Linked DNA regions of Columba livia: region 1 is linked to region 2. The links are chromatin contacts, called in public Hi-C maps. All regions are on one chromosome and are shown on one strand. Each heading gives the region's core, a stretch centred on a gene start, on an enhancer-like site or on the middle of the called end of the contact. The rest is flanking DNA. Distances are from core to core; before and after follow the strand shown.

Region 1 (2,871 bases), core at 147-2,646, 150 kb after region 2:
CATCTTCAGGGTGGGACAGACTGACTTACACAGCAAAGGTTAAAAACTATCCTGAGGATACACACAGGCAACTATTCCTTTGTGGGGAAACTGGGCAGCAGGAACAAATGTGATTTAGGAAACATTCACGGCTGGAACTCACCTACATCACTTACAGGTTTTATACGTTGAGACAGGATACTGGCACATCACCAAAGCTACATTTTTGTGAATCTCAGTTTTTTAAATGCATCTCAAGCCAATCTCTCTGAAGTAGCCCTGTGAAATATGAATGATAACCAAGGTAGTTTTCATCTACAGGCGATGAAGCATTACCTGTTCATCATCAAAGGAGAGACAGAGACACATGGAGGGTGCAGTTCACCTCAGCCTAGATTCATGTGAGATGAATCCTGACCAGAAAGTCCCCATGGAAGAGTGCAATGTCGTGTGGGACACCCACCCCCACTCTGAGCAAGCATGCAGAGGGAACACAACAGTGGCCTGAAGCCCCAGCCAGGCTGGGAAGGTTTCTTGAACTGCTGGGCACAGCACCAGAATAAAGAGATCTACCACTTCCCTGGGTCTTCAGGGGCATAGCAACCATGAGATGGGTTTTCTGTTTTAAAGACAGATCACATATTCAGAGAATTGCTGTTCACCATCAAGTTCCTGGAACTGTAGAGGTTCACCCAAAACAAGTTACCAGTGGTTTCAAGCTTTCATCTCTACCTGTGGTAATCAGATATTTACTTTCTGCTTGTTCCCAGCTGAGAGCTGTAAGAATTCTGGGTAAACAACCCAGTCTCCTCATTAACCTTGTTGCAGGTGCTAGACACACAGCCCTTCTGATGAGCAGAGCAATTTCCAAAGGGAAAACACAAAAAGGCTCAATTTACCTTGGCTGTCTCGGCACCCATCCCACCCCACCCCTCCCCACCATCAGTCATCTGGATGAAGACACAATGTAGTTGTCTGGATAAAATCACTGGTTTGGAGGGTTGGCAGACTCTCTGAGGTCCTAAGCTGATCTACTGTAGGAGATCCAGTCACTCAGCTCCCACTGTCTTCCCAGGCTTTGAATTTGGGGGAGCATTTAGAAAGCAAATCTTTGGGAACTTCATTTCACTCTGGGAATGTGCTTTGCCTGGAAGCATGTGACTTCAGTCTCAACAGGGCTAGCAAGCTGCTCACAATGCGCATTTTCAAAGACATATGGGCCAAAAGTCAATGGGACTTTTCCCGAGTAGTAAGAGTGGGTTATCCAACATCAACACACAGCTATTTCTGCAAATGTGTGACAACATGCCACAAGCCTCCAGAGCAGTCTTCCCAAGAAATGCCACCAATGCAATTAGGCTTTCTGCCATGATACTCTGGGCAGCAAGGCAGCCTGGGATCAACTCAAGAGCTGAAGCAAAAGCTGGGGTTTGCCTGTGAGCAGCATTCTTCTCTAAATTAAAACCCTGATATTTTATACTATGGAAGTCAGTCTTGGAAAATGGGGGATTCGTCAAGGTAAGGAACAATTTAGTAGTTTAATTATGAGCCCTTTAATGTATTTTCATAATCAGTTAATAAATACCTTAACAATAAAATTGAATTTAAGCTTTTAATAGGCTGTGTTGGATTGAACCTAAACAAAAGAATTAGCAGCTCCAGGCATTGTGCAATAACTTCTCACTGCTTGGTGCCAGGAGAAACAAAGCATTTCAAGTACATTTTTTTGTACCTCACTATAATAAACGCTTGTAATATTCCCCAATTTCTGGAGTGTAAGATGCAGATCTTATTTATCACAGTATGTGACACATCTGGCACATGGATCAGGAAACAACTGTTTTACTTCATTTCTGTCATCACCTTCCAACAGATTTCTTTCACATTCCAATTTGGACGAGAGAACTTGGACTTTCTCTCCATAAGTTCTCCATTAACAGTTTCACAGCAACAAGCACGATTGGTTCGTTCTCCTTCCACAGCAATTAGTTACACCAAGCTGCATATTTTGACTTTTATTACAAGCGAACATGTAAAATTGCTGGTATTTACTCCTATCTGCTCCCAGCGCCTCTGTCACAGGCAGAGTAGATAGATGCTTGCTGACTGTCATTACCTCCGTTTAGTACCGCTTTCGAGTGGCGTCGCTGCCTGGATGCGCGTTGCCGGTTTCTGCCGCCTCCTGTCACTGTTATTAACATGTGTTTTATTTACAGTAGGGCTTTTGTTATGTCACAGAGCGTGTTTTGCAGCTGAAGAGAGCTCTCTGTCTTCTGCTTGAGTAGGGGCAAGCATATCAAACTCACTGAGATGAGAGCTTTGCAAGCTGCAGGAACGACTGCACTAATAAAGCTTGAAAAGCTTGAATTACACTGGAACCCACAAAAATTTTCAAATTAAAAAGCCATATTTAGAGGCCTCCTGTGGACTGTGATTTTATTTAGTTTAATCCCCTCTTGAGGCCAATTAGGTAGACACCCTTCTGCACATGCATACACCAGAACAACAACAACAAATATATATATATATGACTAGTTAAAAAGGGGGGTAGTATATCACTCATCCATTCAAAGACTGAAATTCTTTTCCCTTCTGTTGTCCTTGAAAATAACATGGCTGTCAGAAATCAATAAAAGTACATGCAAACAGTACTCATTTTATTTTTCTAGGCTGTGCTTTAACTTTCCCTTGTTTCTTTCTGCAACATCTAGTAAATTTTCACTGTTTCACCAAATGTATAATAAGTGCAAAACCTCCAGTGTTACTGGCAGGGAAGGGCCGGTGGCCTTGTTTCTTAGCCTGGGAAGTAAAGAGGTGCTGTGAAAATAAATTCTTCAGGCAATTGATTGAAATTTATCATCTCTGCATAAAATGCATGCATGGGGTAGGATA
Region 2 (2,700 bases), core at 125-2,624:
AACGAGGGTTGAAGAAACTTTTGGCTTTATTTTTTTATTGCTTTCCTATAAATTTAACTCATATTTTCACTATTGTCTCATGAAGAATATGAAAACATGTATGGAATTAAATTAAATTAGGTAGTCACTAATTGGCAATATTTATGTTTGCAAGGCTGAGATATCAGCAGCAAAAAGACACGGTATATCCCCGTTTCATAATAACGTCGATCTACGGGAACATTTATATCATACCATTGTAAGAAATGATGTGTAATTCAACAACACTTTTTAAGCAAGACTTGTGTCTTTTTATGGTAACCCTCGCTCTTTCGTCAGGGCTAGTTCTCATATTACATGAAATGTACTTTAAGAAGTACTACCTGCTCCAGCTGTCCAGGAAAAACTGAATTATGGAACTAGGAAACATATGGTAGTTGCATATTGCACGAGTAAGGTACATATGAAAGTTATAAATTTCTTTTTTAAGTAACCATTGTAAACGCATTTTTATAGGTTTCACAGTATGTATTACATTTGTAATTTTAATTTTTGCAATATACCTTTTTAAAGATACCTATGTTTTCTGTACTCTAGGGAAGGAAATGCAAAGAGACGTTTATGCCAAAAAAAAAAAAATTGCTGCCAGCAGAACAAACAAGCAAGGTAAATAAACGGGGAAGCTGAACTTCCTCACAATGGAAAGGACACTATGCCATCTATTGGCAAAGCAGTTATTTACAAAGCCAAGGGTACCCAAGCGAGTATTTTCCGTTCTTTGAATGCTGCGTAGCAAAGTGTCGCAGTCATAGTTTCGGTATATTGCAAACAAATGAATAAAGAGTTTTCCATGGAGGTCCGGGAAAAAAAGAAAAAAAAATAAAGGGCAAAGTCAGTGAATTTATACCTCACAAATTAAGTCATTAACTCACAAGGGGATTTTGCAGCTAATTGCAAACTCCCTTCTTGGAGAGCCCGAGTGGGAGAGGTTTAGCGTTTTCGATTGTTTTATTACTGAACCGTGTCAAAGAAGGATTTCTTTTTCCTTTAAATGCGAGGTTACTTAAGGACTTTACGGTCACAAAACAACCCAGTAGGCTGCTTTAGAAGCCGACCTTACAGTCTCTGCTTAGTTAAGACTTCCTCTGGACATTACGCGAGTCTGACTGTAGGATCGTCGTGTCGTGTGTCCCCCCCCCCCTCCACTTCCCTCCTTTTTCCATGCCTCGCAGAGCTATCCCGAAACACGACTCTGATCTGCAAGGCGGTGTATAAGCTTCCCTGGAAAGGCAGCAGCGAGGGAGCCCGCGGGCCGGGGGCGGCGGGGCCGGCTGGGGCAGGGGGTGCGCGGCTCCGCAACCAGCCCTGACCGGCCGCCGCCGGGTCTCGCAAAAGACGCTGGTTCTCAGCGGCGGAAAAAGCTCATCCCGCAGGAGAGAGCTGCTAGTGCTTTTCCCCTTTCCAGGGAGGGGAAGGAAAAGATGATATTTCCCCATCAACTATAAATAAACCGAAATAATTGAACAGACGTGAAGGGAATAGTCAATTTTTCCCGTTGCAAGCGCAGATCAATTTCTGAACGAAAGTCCCTGCCTCTCTGCCTTGAACTGGCTTTTTTTCCTGCGACTCTCACTTGCTGAGGGATTGGCTTCTTCCCTGCCATGACTAGCTCGGTACTGCTCAGTGGAAAACACGAAAGCCTTTTGGTTTAGCTTTCAACGTTGTAATCTCTCTTTCGCTGTCCCGCGGAAGGCGGCTCTGCGTTTCTTGCCTAGATGTGTGCATTGGGGTGGGGGAGAAATTCCTGGGAGCACCTGTATTTCTCGGCTTGAAAGGTTAATCTTTACCCACACAGGAAAATTAAAGAAAAAAATAAATAAAATCCCTAAAGAAACCCCCAAACCAGTCCCCTCCGTCTAAAACCAGACCCCAGAGGACAGGAAAATATAAAATCCAGACCCTACACTCATACGCTTTTACTACTCTTCTCGGTGTGAACGTGTGAGTAGATGGTGTTTTACAAAGTTGTCTGAATTTCTTGAAAGGCCGTTCCTGTGTTTATATGCGAGGGGAATTGAAATGTCTCGCTGACTGAAAGGCACCTTCGCCGATTGGTTTTTACCCCAGCAGCTGTTGCGGGGCTGGGACCCCGAAGGCTTCTCCTCGAAGCCTCACGCCTGGATTTTCGGATCAGCCTCGCGCGTCCCTCTCACACAGAGAAGCCCAAACCCACGCACCCGGGATCGCAGGCCCTCAATTTCGCTTTTTTTTTTTTTTTTTTTTTTTTTGTTGTTTGTTTGTTTGTTTGTTTTTCTTTTTCTTTTTTTCTTTTTCCCCGCAGACACCCCCGAAGCCCGGGCGAGCCGCTGGCTGGCTGCGGAGCTCCACGCCGGCCGAGGTGATGAGGCTTCGCGCACCCCGGAATGTCGCCGAGACTCTTCGCAGTCTCGCGTCTGTGCCGGGGCATCAACATCGCCCGCAGCCGCGCTCCCTCTGCTCCACCTGCCCGCTTTGGGGGGAACTTGGTGTGGGAACGGGGCCGTCACTCCATGACGCCCGGCCAGGAGACCTCGGCGGTGGCGGACGAGTGGGTTTGCGAAGAGCCGTCGGAGAAAAGAGCAGGCAGGCAGGCTTTACGGGTAGAAAGGCATTTATCGAGGATAAAGCTGAACTCCATCTGGGCAGATATTTTTGAAGAAGCCATCAGAGGCTTCTCTATCG

What was found. A called contact is a pair of places that touch in the nucleus more often than the background predicts.
Region 1: a Hi-C map of crop shows a contact between it and region 2, with 2.2 times the contacts expected there. The contact joins two enhancer-like sites. A contact is called at or near these places in 2 of 2 Hi-C or Micro-C datasets (crop and liver).

What each region holds. Positions count from the first base shown.
Region 1 is chr3:37,394,310-37,397,180 of bColLiv1.pat.W.v2, forward strand. No RefSeq gene overlaps it. Among named protein-coding and RNA genes, the nearest start is that of NT5E, 110 kb to the right of the region's middle. Within about 2 kb of position 1,397, at least 2 of the 3 cell types and tissues checked have an H3K27ac peak away from gene starts, as active enhancers do.
Region 2 is chr3:37,242,072-37,244,771 of bColLiv1.pat.W.v2, forward strand. No RefSeq gene overlaps it. Among named protein-coding and RNA genes, the nearest start is that of TBX18, 6.1 kb to the left of the region's middle. Within about 2 kb of position 1,375, at least 2 of the 3 cell types and tissues checked have an H3K27ac peak away from gene starts, as active enhancers do.